Linked DNA regions of Pan troglodytes: region 1 is linked to region 2. The links are chromatin contacts, called in public HiChIP or PLAC-seq maps. All regions are on one chromosome and are shown on one strand. The core of a region is the stretch at or near the end of the contact, and the rest is flanking DNA. Distances in the headings are between cores, read along the strand shown.

Region 1 (6,864 bases), core at 3,327-5,826, 360 kb after region 2:
TCTGTATGCACAGCTTCCATTCCCAAGAACATGGTCCTTGATAGGCCTGGGAGCTCCAGCCATTACATCCACACTCCAGGCAGCAGGGTGTAAGAAAGCAGAGAAGAACGGCTTTCCCCTTTCCATAAAGGACAGTATCCTATATGCAAAAGTTGCACTTCCACATACACTCCATTGCCCAGAACTGAGTTGTGTAGCCACATCTAACTGTAAGGGAGGCTGGGGAGTATAATACATATTCTAGGTTGGCATGAGCCCTGGGGAAAAAAATCAGGAGGAAGCTGAATTACTAAGGAAGGCAGATGTAAAAAATAGATATTGGAGGTCAAGTAGTAGTGTGTCCGGAATTGGTGGGTTTTTGGGTCTCACTGACTTTCAAGAATGAAGCCACGGACCCTCACGGTGAGGGTTACAGCTCCTAAGGTGGCGCGTCTGGAGTTCGTTCCTTCTGATGTTCAGATGTGTTCGGAGTTTCTTCCTTCTGGTGGGTTCGTGGTCTCGCTGGCTCAGGAGTGAAGCTGCAGACCTTCGCCGTGAGTGTTACAGCTCTTAAGGTAGCGCGTCTGGAGTTGTTCGTTCCTCCCGGTGGGCTGGTGGTCTCGCTGGCTTCAGGAGTGAAGCTGCAGATCTTCACAGTGAGTGTTACAGCTCATAAAAGCAGTGTGGGACCCAAAGACTGAGCAGAAGCAAGATTTATTGCAAAGAGCGAAGGAACAAAGCTTCCACAGTGCGGAAGGGGACCCCAGCGGATTGCCACTGCTGGCTCGGGCAGCTTGCTTTTATTCTCTTATCTGGCCCCACCCACATCCTGCTGATTGGTAGAGCCCAGTGGTCTGTTTTGACAGGGCGCTGATTGGTGCATTTACAATCCCTGAGCTAGATACAAAGGTTCTCCACGTCCCCACCAGACTCAGGAGCCCAGCTGGCTTCACCCAGTGGATCCCGCACCAGAGCTGCAGGTGGAGCTGCCTGCCAGTCCTGGTGCCGTGTGCCCGCACTCCTCAGCCCTTGGGTGGTCGATGGGACTGGGCACCGTGGAGCAGGGGGTGGCGGTCGTCGGGAACCTCCGGCCGCACAGGAGCCCATGGAGCGGGTGGGAGGCTCAGGCTTGGCGGGCTGCAGGTCCCCAGCCCTGCCCCGCAGGAAGGCAGCTAAGGCCCGGTGAGAAATCGAGCACAGCGCCGGTGGGCTGGCACTGCTGGGGGAACCAGTACACCCTCCGCAGCCACTGGCCCGGGTGCTAAGCCCTTCATTGCCCAGGGCCTGCAGGGCCGGCCGGCTGCTCCGAGTGCGGGGCCCGCCAAGCCCACGCCCACCCGGAACTCCAGCTGGCCCGCAAGCGCCGTGCGCAGCCCCGGTTCCCACTCGCGCCTCTCCCTCCACACCTCCCTGCAAGCTGAGGGAGCCGGCTCTGGCCTTGGCCAGCCCAGAAAGGGGCTCCCACAGTGCAGCGGTGGGCTGAAGGGCTCCTCAAGTGCCGCCAAAGTGGGAGCCCAGGCAGAGGAGGCGCCGAGAGCGAGCGAGAGCTGTGAGGACTGCCAGCACACTGTCACCTCTCAGTAGTCTCCGCAACAAGAGACATCCTTGATTCTGGACTCATACAAAAACCAGTCTGGAGAAAACAAGGAACAAAAAAATTTTCTCTGCCTTGATCATCAGCAAACAAATTTTTATTACAGAGACGTTAAAGCAAAATATTATACTGTCCTTAATCCAGTGTATAGGCGCCTCGCTGGTGCCCACAGGAACTGCTGAATTAGAGCCAGTGAGTCTCTATCTTTAGATAATACAGCAGTCAATTTAAAATACATATATTGAGACAACTACAATGTTACTGAGCACATACTCAGAGCTAAGCTGGGTACTCTGAGGAATAGAACAAGAAGTCATTTTTTAATAAAAGGAAACACAGACTCTATGCTCTCTGGAGACTTACAGTTCTATTCAGGAGTTGGGATTTTCAAATGAATGACAAATGATAAATTTACAAAGGTAAACTCAGGGTTGGATTTGCCCAAGTCCCTTCCAATATCCATCACCTTCAAAAATCAGGATGCAGTTTTTGTGACTATTTAACAGCAATCCAATAGGTTGAAACCTATTGATAAGTTCAAATGCCTTACCCGATCAATCTTTAATAATTTTCATTCCCCTCTTGGCTTCTCTCATTAGGGAGAAAGTCCAGCTTGCACCCAGTTTTTGGTTCTTTATTTCAGAAATCTTCCCCCACCCACCCATATCCAACCTGACCTCACCATCTTGGCCCCCCTCACCACACAGGTCTCTTGAGAAATGAAAAATAGTCCCTCTTCACACACAAAACAAGCTGGTGCAGGTCTGGTTTCAAGAAATCAGATTTTCTAAAATAATTTGAGCTCTTCAAGAAAACAAAATACAAACGGACCGTAAATGTGTTTTAACTATTAAAAGAGGTAGGCGGATGTTCATTCTCTTTATCTGAATGAAAAATTTCCCTTCCTGACATTGAGTTATGTTCACTTTTCCCAAGAGGGAATAAAATGTTCCCTGTAAAAGCACAACCTTTTCTTTCCCATTGCTCTGGACGCATGCCAACATAACAGAAACAGCCAAATAAAGGGCTGTGATAAGCTCCTCAGGTACCAGGGGAATGTTATCAGAGGAAATCATCTTCCTCCCTGTGACAAGACGCATGGATCCTCAGCAAACTCACACAAAAAATGGGGCCCCCAAGGAGTAGAAATTCATCAAATACTCAGTGGGGAATTGTGCACAAAACAGCAATGGAAACCAGTGGGAACACAATTTTATTAACTCCAAAAAGTTGTACCAATTGGGTTCTTAGGAACAGTACCCAGATTGATGTTCTGGAGACAAAGGACTTTTAGTGACAAATACGATAAAATGTGTGAGAAAGACTTTGTTTGCTTAAGATTCCAGTATTAAATTTGGGGTCTATAAAATACAGTGTTTATATTGTCTGCTGGGCCACAGCAGGGAATCACATATAACAAAGATACAAACTTAATACATACTACAACTTAGACGTGCAAAATTTTATAAATACAACCTCTTTTATTTTGTTTATAACTAAATGGGTCTTTGCCACATGCTGAATGGCAGAAAAGAAAAATAAATACATATCCAATCTGGTTGATATGGTACGAGTCTCTCTAGGAAGGAACGCTCAGTCTCAGATTTTTCAATCTTTCAGTTCTTTGCTTTCACTCAAGATGGTCAAGGATGGGGAAAAGGGCCTTTGCTGGAGTTGCCAGCTAGAGGCATTCTCAGGTAGCTAGGTGCAGTGTATTTTGGTGCCTCTGGTCTCTGGGGCAATGTCTTTTGTCCTCCAACTGGTATGTATGGATACTGTGATTCCAGGTCTGTTTTTTGACTTAAGAACTGCTCCCAGATTTCCAAATGGAAGTTTTCACACTATGACCTAGAAATGAATAGATATACATTCTGTCTTGGGTTTCCTAAGCCAGTCTCCTATAAAACTAAAATTTCATCCCAGGAACTCTTCCATCTAAGGGAACATATATGTTTTGAAAATAATTCATCCATTTCTTTGTTCCCATAAATACCTTTTGCCCAGAATTTATTCAAGGAAAAAAGAAAGATTGCTACTTAATGTTTCTATTCCAGTGGAGTGAGTGATTTATTCATTGGAGGTCTAAGTGATGATCATAGAAAGAAACATAGAGTACTAGAACTGGAAGGAACTAATCTCTATTTTATAGGACTGAAGAAACCAAGGCCAGGTTAACTGAAATGACTTAACTCAAGGCCACCTATTTAGTTATTGGCAGAGCTACAATTTGAATCTGAGACCCCTGACTCTTAATTATACTACAAAAGTTTAAAAGGTAATTTTTAATTTATCTAAATTGTTACTGATTTCCCACAAACTAAATTGAAGTCCTTATTTTACTTAGCAGTAATTAAAATGTTAATGTGCATATTGTTATTCCCCTCTTTAGGTAACTAAATTGGGATATGACTGGCCTTTATTAATATTAATTAACTAAAAAGTCTTTAGCATTCATACAAATACCTGTTTTAAAATCTAAACAGTTCTGAATCAGACTGTGAGAAACAGACACTGGTATTTTCTCCTGAGTCTTGGTATTATGTCTTTGGAATGCTTTATTCCAAGCAAGAGTTTTCAATGATACTAAATAAACTATTTTTACTCTTAGAAATTAGAGGAAAGAGAAAAAAATGCCCAAAGAAATTATTTGGACCAATTGGTAATTGACTAATTCCAAAGAACATTTATACTTTATTTTATGCTTTCATATCGGTCCAAGAACAGAACTACCTATCTTCAACATTAAAATCCTCTTGAGAAACTCTCCAGCAGAGCTTGTCTCCAAGCCATGTCCATACAATTGGCTCTGTGTATAGTACATTTTTACCACTCACAATAGAAGGTATTGTTCTTTATAGCTAGTGAAATTAATTATTTGAGCACCCCAGGATGTACAACATGAAAGAACAGCTTTATAGATATTCAGGGTAGTATATAATATGCCATGGCGAATTACTGACTCTAATGAGAACATCTTTAAAAGGCTGAACTCTCAAGGGTGCTGGCTGAAGGATTGGGAGGAGGGGCTCATACATCAAATCAATAATTAGGAAGACAGAAGGAAGAGAGACAGATTGGGCAAGAGATTTCTGAAAATTGAACACTTGTCATCTGTGTAGCTCCCTTGCTGATGATTCATTAAATGAAGATTAACTTCAGTAACTTATTGACCAACATGCCAATAATTCCTGACCTCTATTGCTTGCAATGCATGAAATAGGCAGGTCTAGATATATTGCCAAAGGAGTTGACTAAGTGTGAGATGATTTAGAGAAATTCATGAGCATATTTACATAGTGTGTTAGTTATGTGGGTTTCTCATTTATATTTACCAGTTGTAACTGAATGTGAACATTTACCATGTTGAACATTGTGTTACATTGATAGGAGATATAAAAGAAGCAAATAGCATTCTTAAAGGAGTTTATAGTTTATCTAGAGATGCTAAATATGCAAATATGTTGTTACACAAGATAATTTACTCATGTTTCCAAAAAGACCACTGTGATTATTTACAACATGGAGTTATGTCCTTTACTTCATCTCTGGCTCTGACTTATGATCACATCTTACCTAAGTAAACTTTCTTAAAAAACAGATTGTTTCAGCTCTTGCCATACATTCTGGCAAAGGACAAAGAGATAGTATAAGTTTCATGAAACATGACTAAAATAAGGAAAAGTGTAATTATGGACTGCAATGAAATTGTCAGAAGTACTCCTGGTCTCCTGGGATCACTTATGTGTATTATATTAAAGGCTCTTCTGACTGCATGAGCCAAATGTGGTAGAATAATGTTTCAGGACACCTCGCAAAGAGATCCATTCATTTAAGGTCCTGGAACATAGGAACTTATAATATTCAGCTCCTAATACTATGAGAGAAATAAACCTATGTATGTTTTGCACTACTCAGAAAACTTTTAAGGATAACTAGCATTTTCAAATCTTAGGGAAATAAGGAAGAAGATGTTATGAAGTCCTTCATTCTGCAGTTCTTACAGCAGTGCTGTGAGGGTTGGGGATGGGTCTCTAAGTGTTCAGGACTTGCTGGTTTCCCTCCCACTGCAACCTCCCTTTCATCTGCCCATGAAGGAGCTTGGTTCAGCTCTACCCAGCCTACCCACAGCTCTCACTAAGGACAGGAAGCATATAAAGAATCCACTCCCATTAACACTTCCTCAGACGAGATTAGCATCAGTATCAAGGTCTGTGTTGCTCCTAGGCCTGTGTTGCTTCTATCCATTGCCAAGGCTTCTAGAACCTGAGTTGTGCTTCCTTTGACCCACTTTCTAGTCCTTCATGACTGGGTCTTCTAGCCCAATCACTGAATCCCTGTTGTCCAGACTCTTGGTCTCTCACTGCTAATGCCCACTTTGACAACCCATTCACTTATTCTGAGCTTAAGTTGCTATTGCAGATGAAGCCCAAATACACATTCACATACACACACAGATGCATACATACATACACACACACACACACACACCCCACGGTTTTCTCATTCTGGAATTTTATGAGAGAACAATGGTAACTGTGGCAACCCTTGTTATTTCCCTGTGAAGTTTTTTGAGAGATCGATGTTTTGTATTGTTTTTTCATCTAAGAAAACACTGGCCTCAAAAGGCAAAAGTCACCAGCAAGAGAAATGTTCCTAGAAGGCCCTAACATACTCTTTTTTATGACAGTTAGCAAAATATCTTCTGTCACTTCTGGGGCTCTTATTCCCCCTCTGTGCAGCATTCATAGTGTTCAAGTATATTAAGCATTCGCATCATTTGTATGTGGCCCAGCCTCTGTTCTAATCCTATGTATTAGTAAAGCTAACTGCAGCTCACTCGGTGCTGCTGTTTGCACAGCTGGACATGTCGGATAGAATGAGTTCATCCCTTCAAAGATGAGCTTAAGGCCGCCATCTAGTAGTGTCTTTCTTTTTAACACCTACCACCAGTCCTCATTGTTCTCACAAGCACAGTGAGTTTTAATGAAGTCGTGTCTTTTAGTGTAACACTGCAGGTGCACAAATGCTGATAAACCTCCTTAACTCGCTGTCAGATCAGCATGTTTATCTGCAAGCTGCAGAATGTATTTAATTATAAGATATGAAAAGGTCCTTCAGATTTGTTCTCTAGGCCCAAAAGCTAATGACTCACTGGTGAAGCACTGTATCTCCCCAAAGGTTATAATGACTAGTTGCTGATGGTCTGAAGAAATTCATGGTAGCATCTGGACTGCAAAGTATAGAAATTTCTTTTAAAAACATAAAAAAAGAAATAGCTTCTAAAGGCCCAG
Region 2 (7,012 bases), core at 436-2,935:
ACAGCCTGCCTCAGGTGCCCTCTTTCAGTCACCCTGAAATCACTCCCTGCTTATATGGGGAAAGTGACCTTCAATAGTTTTCTATTTTCTGTATAATTTGGCCCAAACGTTTTAGTCTGGATTAAAACCTTTTCTCCTGCCTCCCCTCAAAGTGCCTCAGCTACACTCACCTCTCTGGCCCCCTTCAGCAATTCAAGTGAATTTGAGCTTTAATCTTTTGCACCTTGCACCTACCTCTCCGTCAGAACCCCATTTCATCTGAGCTGGTTGCTTTCTATGTGCCTTTTTGGCTTTGGGATGGACACTGTAACAAGTGATTTGCATTTCTGTGCCTCACTGTACTATGCCCCTCTCTAAGGCTGGCACAGGTCTCCTTCATTTTATACTCTACGACCTAAGAGTGCTTATAGCACAATGGGTGGTTGGTATCTATTAAACAAATGAATGTGTAAATGAATGATAGAAAGTAATAGGTGAAAAGTACGCTGAGATAGAGTCTGATCACAGGCAAAAAAAAAAAAAAATTGAAGAATTAATAGTCCAATGGCACTTTTCTTATAAAACTGAATTACATAGTCAAACCATCATTTAAAATAATCTTACAAGGAAAACAACATTAATGTGCGTCTGTTGAGACGGATTATGTTGTTTTGGAATTAGGAAGAGAATGTGCAGTTCGCTGTTTGCTTTCAGACTGTTTGTTTTGTTTATTAAACTGGCGTCTCCAGCTCTGCAGCCCAGCCTGTGGAACCTAAATGGCCCAGGTCCCAGGAGTTCCCATCGGAGCCGTGGGCGTCCCCAGGGTTTAGAAAGGCTCCCCAAGGGCCCAGGCTGCCGGCGAGTGCAGCTCCCGCCGGCGCCACCTCTGCGGTCTGGAGCGGCGAGGACGATCCCAGAGAGGCGCCCCCACTGCCTCGGTCGTCGGGTTCTTAAGTTTTTCTCTCCAAAAATTTAATGGATAGTTTTCTTTTGCTTCTGTTTCTGACTTGATTAAAGAGGCGGAAAAAAAGGAGTTTGACTCCAAGAAGAATGATAGTAGCAGAAGGCGCATCTGGCTTTACTTTCCAAATTCCATCAAAGTTTGTGTTTTGTTTCATTTGACAGCGATCCCGTGAACGTCTCCTCTGGGGAAATGGCGCGACCAAAGCCCGCCAAGCCCAGCTTGCGAACTGGAGGATTTATTAATGTAATATTTTAAACAAAACCTCGACAGACACAAACTCAAAGGAAACCGTGCGCTCCTTAAGTCAAAGGCATCTGTTCTGGAAGCAGAACCCGGTTTGCTGTTGGTAACCAGCGTTAAGAGCAGGATTTTTAAACATGACAATGGATAAAAGAAAAGAAAAGCGAAGTCCCGCGGTCCTCTGACTCCTATTCATTATCTCCAGCAGCATATGGGACCATTCTCCTACGTATCCTCGCCTTTTTCTTCTGAAAAAGCAAAAGCAACCAAGCCTGTCCCGCTTCAGAGCAATCCTACTCTTTGTGCCTGAGTAGTGCCACCACTACTACTTCCTCCTCCTCCCGCCTCCTCCTACCCCGCCCGCCTGCCGCTGGCTTTAGCTCTGGCGAGGAGGCGGCCGGCTCCCTTTGCGCCGGGAAGCCGGAGCCGCGATTGGGCGACGGTCCCTGAGCCTCCAGTTCTGCGTCGGTTTCAAGGCTCCTCCCTCCTGGTGAAAGACAGACTGCGGGGCGCCTGGAAACCGGTCCGAGGGCGCGCGAGGCAGAGGAGAGGGAGCGAGTTGAGGGATTGACACAAATGGTCAGGCGGCGGCGGCGGAGAAGGAGGCGGAGGCGCAGGGGGGAGCCGAGCCCGCTGGGCTGCGGAGAGTTGCGCTCTCTACGGGGCCGCGGCCACTAGCGCGGCGCCGCCAGCCGGGAGTCAGCGAGCCGAGGGCCAGGAAGGCGGGACACGACCCCGGCGCGCCCGAGCCACCCGGGTTCTCCCCGCCGCCCGCGCTTCATGAATCGCAAGTTTCCGCGGCGGCGGCGGCTGCGGTACGCAGAACAGGAGCCGGGGGAGCGGGCCGAAAGCGGCTTGGGCTCGACGGAGGGCACCGGCGCAGAGGTCTCCCTGGCCGCAGGGGGAGCCGCCGCCGGCCGTGCCCCTGGCAGCCCCAGCGGAGCGGCGCCAAGAGAGGAGCCGAGAAAGTATGGCTGAGGAGGAGGCGCCTAAGAAGTCCCGGGCCGCCGGCGGTGGCGCGAGCTGGGAACTTTGTGCCGGGGCGCTCTCGGCCCGGCTGGCGGAGGAGGGCAGCGGGGACGCCGGTGGCCGCCGCCGCCCCCCAGTTGACCCCCGGCGATTGGCGCGCCAGCTGCTGCTGCTGCTTTGGCTGCTGGAGGCTCCGCTGCTGCTGGGGGTCCGGGCCCAGGCGGCGGGCCAGGGGCCCGGGCCGGGGCAGCAACCGCCGCCGCCGCCTCAGCAGCAACAGAGCGGGCAGCAGTACAACGGCGAGCGGGGCATCTCCATCCCGGACCACGGCTATTGCCAGCCCATCTCCATCCCGCTGTGCACGGACATCGCGTACAACCAGACCATCATGCCCAACCTGCTGGGCCACACGAACCAGGAGGACGCGGGCCTGGAGGTGCACCAGTTCTACCCTCTAGTGAAAGTGCAGTGTTCCGCTGAGCTCAAGTTCTTCCTGTGCTCCATGTACGCGCCCGTGTGCACCGTGCTAGAGCAGGCGCTGCCGCCCTGCCGCTCCCTGTGCGAGCGCGCGCGCCAGGGCTGCGAGGCGCTCATGAACAAGTTCGGTTTCCAGTGGCCAGACACGCTCAAGTGCGAGAAGTTCCCGGTGCACGGCGCCGGCGAGCTGTGCGTGGGCCAGAACACGTCCGACAAGGGCACCCCGACGCCCTCGCTGCTTCCAGAGTTCTGGACCAGCAACCCTCAGCACGGCGGCGGAGGGCACCGTGGCGGCTTCCCGGGGGGCGCCGGCGCGTCGGAGCGAGGAAAGTTCTCCTGCCCGCGCGCCCTCAAGGTGCCCTCCTACCTCAACTACCACTTCCTGGGGGAGAAGGACTGCGGCGCACCTTGTGAGCCGACCAAGGTGTATGGGCTCATGTACTTCGGGCCCGAGGAGCTGCGCTTCTCGCGCACCTGGATTGGCATTTGGTCAGTGCTGTGCTGCGCCTCCACGCTCTTCACGGTGCTTACGTACCTGGTGGACATGCGGCGCTTCAGCTACCCGGAGCGGCCCATCATCTTCTTGTCCGGCTGTTACACGGCCGTGGCCGTGGCCTACATCGCCGGCTTCCTCCTGGAAGACCGAGTGGTGTGTAATGACAAGTTCGCCGAGGACGGGGCACGCACTGTGGCGCAGGGCACCAAGAAGGAGGGCTGCACCATCCTCTTCATGATGCTCTACTTCTTCAGCATGGCCAGCTCCATCTGGTGGGTGATCCTGTCGCTCACCTGGTTCCTGGCGGCTGGCATGAAGTGGGGCCACGAGGCCATCGAAGCCAACTCACAGTATTTTCACCTGGCCGCCTGGGCTGTGCCGGCCATCAAGACCATCACCATCCTGGCGCTGGGCCAGGTGGACGGCGATGTGCTGAGCGGAGTGTGCTTCGTGGGGCTTAACAACGTGGACGCGCTGCGTGGCTTCGTGCTGGCGCCCCTCTTCGTGTACCTGTTTATCGGCACGTCCTTTCTGCTGGCCGGCTTTGTGTCGCTCTTCCGCATCCGCACCATCATGAAGCACGATGGCACCAAGACCGAGAAGCTGGAGAAGCTCATGGTGCGCATTGGCGTCTTCAGCGTGCTGTACACTGTGCCAGCCACCATCGTCATCGCCTGCTACTTCTACGAGCAGGCCTTCCGGGACCAGTGGGAACGCAGCTGGGTGGCCCAGAGCTGCAAGAGCTACGCTATCCCCTGCCCTCACCTCCAGGCGGGCGGAGGCGCCCCGCCGCACCCGCCCATGAGCCCGGACTTCACGGTCTTCATGATTAAGTACCTTATGACGCTGATCGTGGGCATCACGTCGGGCTTCTGGATCTGGTCCGGCAAGACCCTCAACTCCTGGAGGAAGTTCTACACGAGGCTCACCAACAGCAAACAAGGGGAGACTACAGTCTGAGACCCGGGGCTCAGCCCATGCCCAGGCCTCGGCCGGGGCGCAGCGATCCCCCAAAGCCAGCGCCGTGGAGTTCGTGCCAATCCTGACATCTCGAGGTTTCCTCACTAGACAACTCTCTTTCGCAGGCTCCTTTGAACAACTCAGCTCCTGCAAAAGCTTCCGTCCCTGAGGCAAAAGGACACGAGGGCCCGACTGCCAGAGGGAGGATGGACAGACCTCTTGCCCTCACACTCTGGTACCAGGACTGTTCGCTTTTATGATTGTAAATAGCCTGTGTAAGATTTTTGTAAGTATATTTGTATTTAAATGACGACCGATCACGCGTTTTTCTTTTTCAAAAGTTTTTAATTATTTAGGGCGGTTTAACCATTTGAGGCTTTTCCTTCTTGCCCTTTTCGGAGTATTGCAAAGGAGCTAAAACTGGAGTGCAACCGCACAGCGCTCCTGGTCGTCCTCGCGCGCCTCTCCCTACCGCGGGTGCTCGGGACGGCTGGGCGCCAGCTCCGGGGCGAGTTCAGCACTGCGGGGTGCGACTAGGGCTGCGCTGCCAGGGTCACTTCCCGCCTCCTCCTTCTGCCCCCTCCCCCTCCTTCTGTCCCCTCCCTTTCTTTCCTGGCTTGAGGTAGGGGCTCTTAAGGTACAGAACTCCACAAACCTTCCAGATCTGGAGGTGGGCCCCCATACATTACAATTCCTCCCTTGCTCGGCGGTGGATTGCGAAGGCCCGTCCCTTCGACTTCCTGAAGATGGATTTTTAACTGTCCAGAACTTTCCTCCAACTTCATGGGGGCCCACGGGTGTGGGCGCTGGCAGTCTCAGCCTCCCTCCACGGTCACCTTCAACGCCCAGACACTCCCTTCTCCCACCTTAGTTGGTTACAGGGTGAGTGAGATAACCAATGCCAAACTTTTTGAAGTCTAATTTTTGAGGGGTGAGCTCATTTCATTCTCTAGTGTCTAAAACCTGGTATGGGTTTGGCCAGCGTCATGGAAAGATGTGGTTACTGAGATTTGGGAAGAAGCATGAAGCTTTGTGTGGGTTGGAAGAGACTGAAGATATGGGTTATAAAATGTTAATTCTAATTGCATACGGATGCCTGGCAACCTGCCTTTGAGAATGAGACAGCCTGCGCTTAGATTTTACCGGTCTGTAAAATGGAAATGTTGAGGTCACCTGGAAAGCTTTGTTAAGTAGTTGATGTTTGCTTTCCTTAACAAGACAGCAAAACGTAAACAGAAATTGAAAACTTGAAGGATATTTCAGTGTCATGGACTTCCTCAAAATGAAGTGCTATTTTCTTATTTTTAATCAAATAACTAGACATATATCAGAAACTTTAAAATGTAAAAGTTGTACACTTTCAACATTTTATTACGATTATTATTCAGCAGCACATTCTGAGGGAGGAACAATTCACACCATCAATAATAACCTGGTAAGATTTCAGGAGGTAAAGAAGGTGGAATAATTGACGGGGAGATAGCGCCTGAAATAAACAAAATATGGGCATGCATGCTAAAGGGAAAATGTGTGCAGGTCTACTGCATTAAATCCTGTGTGCTCCTCTTTTGGATTTACAGAAATGTGTCAAATGTAAATCTTTCAAAGCCATTTAAAAATATTCACTTTAGTTCTCTGTGAAGAAGAGGAGAAAAGCAATCCTCCTGATTGTATTGTTTTAAACTTTAAGAATTTATCAAAATGCCGGTACTTAGGACCTAAATTTATCTATGTCTGTCATACGCTAAAATGATATTGGTCTTTGAATTTGGTATACATTTATTCTGTTCACTATCACAAAATCATCTATATTTATAGAGGAATAGAAGTTTATATATATATAATACCATATTTTTAATTTCTCAAATAAAAAATTCAAAGTTTTGTACAAAATTATATGGATTTTGTGCCTGAAAATAATAGAGCTTGAGCTGTCCGAACTATTTTACATTTTATGGTGTCTCATAGCCAATCCCACAGTGTAAAAATTCAGGAATTCAGTGAAAAAAGTCTACCCTTAAACCCTCAGATCAGTCTTTCCAAAGAATTACTCTGTTTGCATTGTTGTGATTGACATTTGTGAAGTCCCAAGAAAAGATCTGTTTTCATGACAGTAGAAAATAGAAGTTTGCAAATTATTTCTTTACTCAAAGAGGATTAAAAGAGAACTCTAATTTTAATATTAAAGCTTTCTTTTCTTTCAGGGAATAAATTTACATGACTTTTTATATTATGGAGGTTTATTTTTAAATCATCACCTTTCTCATATTTTTTAGAGGTATTGTCTTATCTCTTCCATAATCTTGGATATTACAAAACCCTAAATAGGCAATCAATAAATGGTTAACTGGCTATGTGTTCATAAACATTTTAAACAGCAATTGCGTTTGTAAGGCTGTTTTGTTGTTTGCTTCTGAAGACCCCTTTTTTTAATCGTTCAAGGAACCTTCTCCAGATAAATTATCTAGTTGGTCTACTCTTAGTCAGAATTTATGCATGGGTGTATATATGTGTATATATAGATAAGTATACACATAAGTATATATGCATTAATTTTTATAAAATAGAGATGTAAAGTTTACTTACATTTCATAATATGGAAATATGGTTATGAGAAATGGAAAATGCTAGATGGAAAACCTCAAATACCTTTACAGGTTAAAAATATCTTTACTAAATTTTCCCATGAAAACATTTTGTGATAAAATGACAAGGGACTAAAATGAAGATCATTGATACAATAGAGTTACCTTCCTTGTTACAATGCAATTGTCTTATAAGTCATTATTCATTTTAAGGAAAATCAAAAAAATTAGATCTTACTAAAAATGTAGCATTTGATTTTAAGTAGCAAGATGCAATTTTGTGTTCCCTTTTTCTTTGTTACATTAACATAATATAGTAGATAGAAGGTTTATTGTATAGAC

Evidence for each region. HiChIP or PLAC-seq counts read pairs in DNA pulled down with a chosen protein or histone mark.
Region 1: an H3K4me3 HiChIP or PLAC-seq map of stem cell-derived excitatory neurons shows a contact between it and region 2, with 13 times the contacts expected there. The contact joins two enhancer-like sites. A contact is called at or near these places in 1 of 7 Hi-C or Micro-C datasets (stem cell-derived neural progenitor cells) and 1 of 1 datasets of contacts at active chromatin or transcription factors (stem cell-derived excitatory neurons).

What each region holds. Positions count from the first base shown.
Region 1 is chr6:101,005,260-101,012,123 of NHGRI_mPanTro3-v2.0_pri, forward strand. No RefSeq gene overlaps it. Among named protein-coding and RNA genes, the nearest start is that of MTERF1, 250 kb to the right of the region's middle. Within about 2 kb of position 4,577, at least 1 of the 24 cell types and tissues checked has an H3K27ac peak or open chromatin away from gene starts, as enhancers often do. A contact at or near this core is called in stem cell-derived excitatory neurons, where this site is marked.
Region 2 is chr6:100,646,381-100,653,392 of NHGRI_mPanTro3-v2.0_pri, forward strand. FZD1 (frizzled class receptor 1) reads left to right here. Exons shown (of 1, transcript XM_016945222.4): 1 at 1-5,981. The coding sequence starts at 2,154. The coding sequence ends at 4,085. Among named protein-coding and RNA genes, the nearest start is that of FZD1, 7.6 kb to the left of the region's middle. Within about 2 kb of position 1,686, at least 21 of the 24 cell types and tissues checked have an H3K27ac peak or open chromatin away from gene starts, as enhancers often do. A contact at or near this core is called in stem cell-derived excitatory neurons, where this site is marked.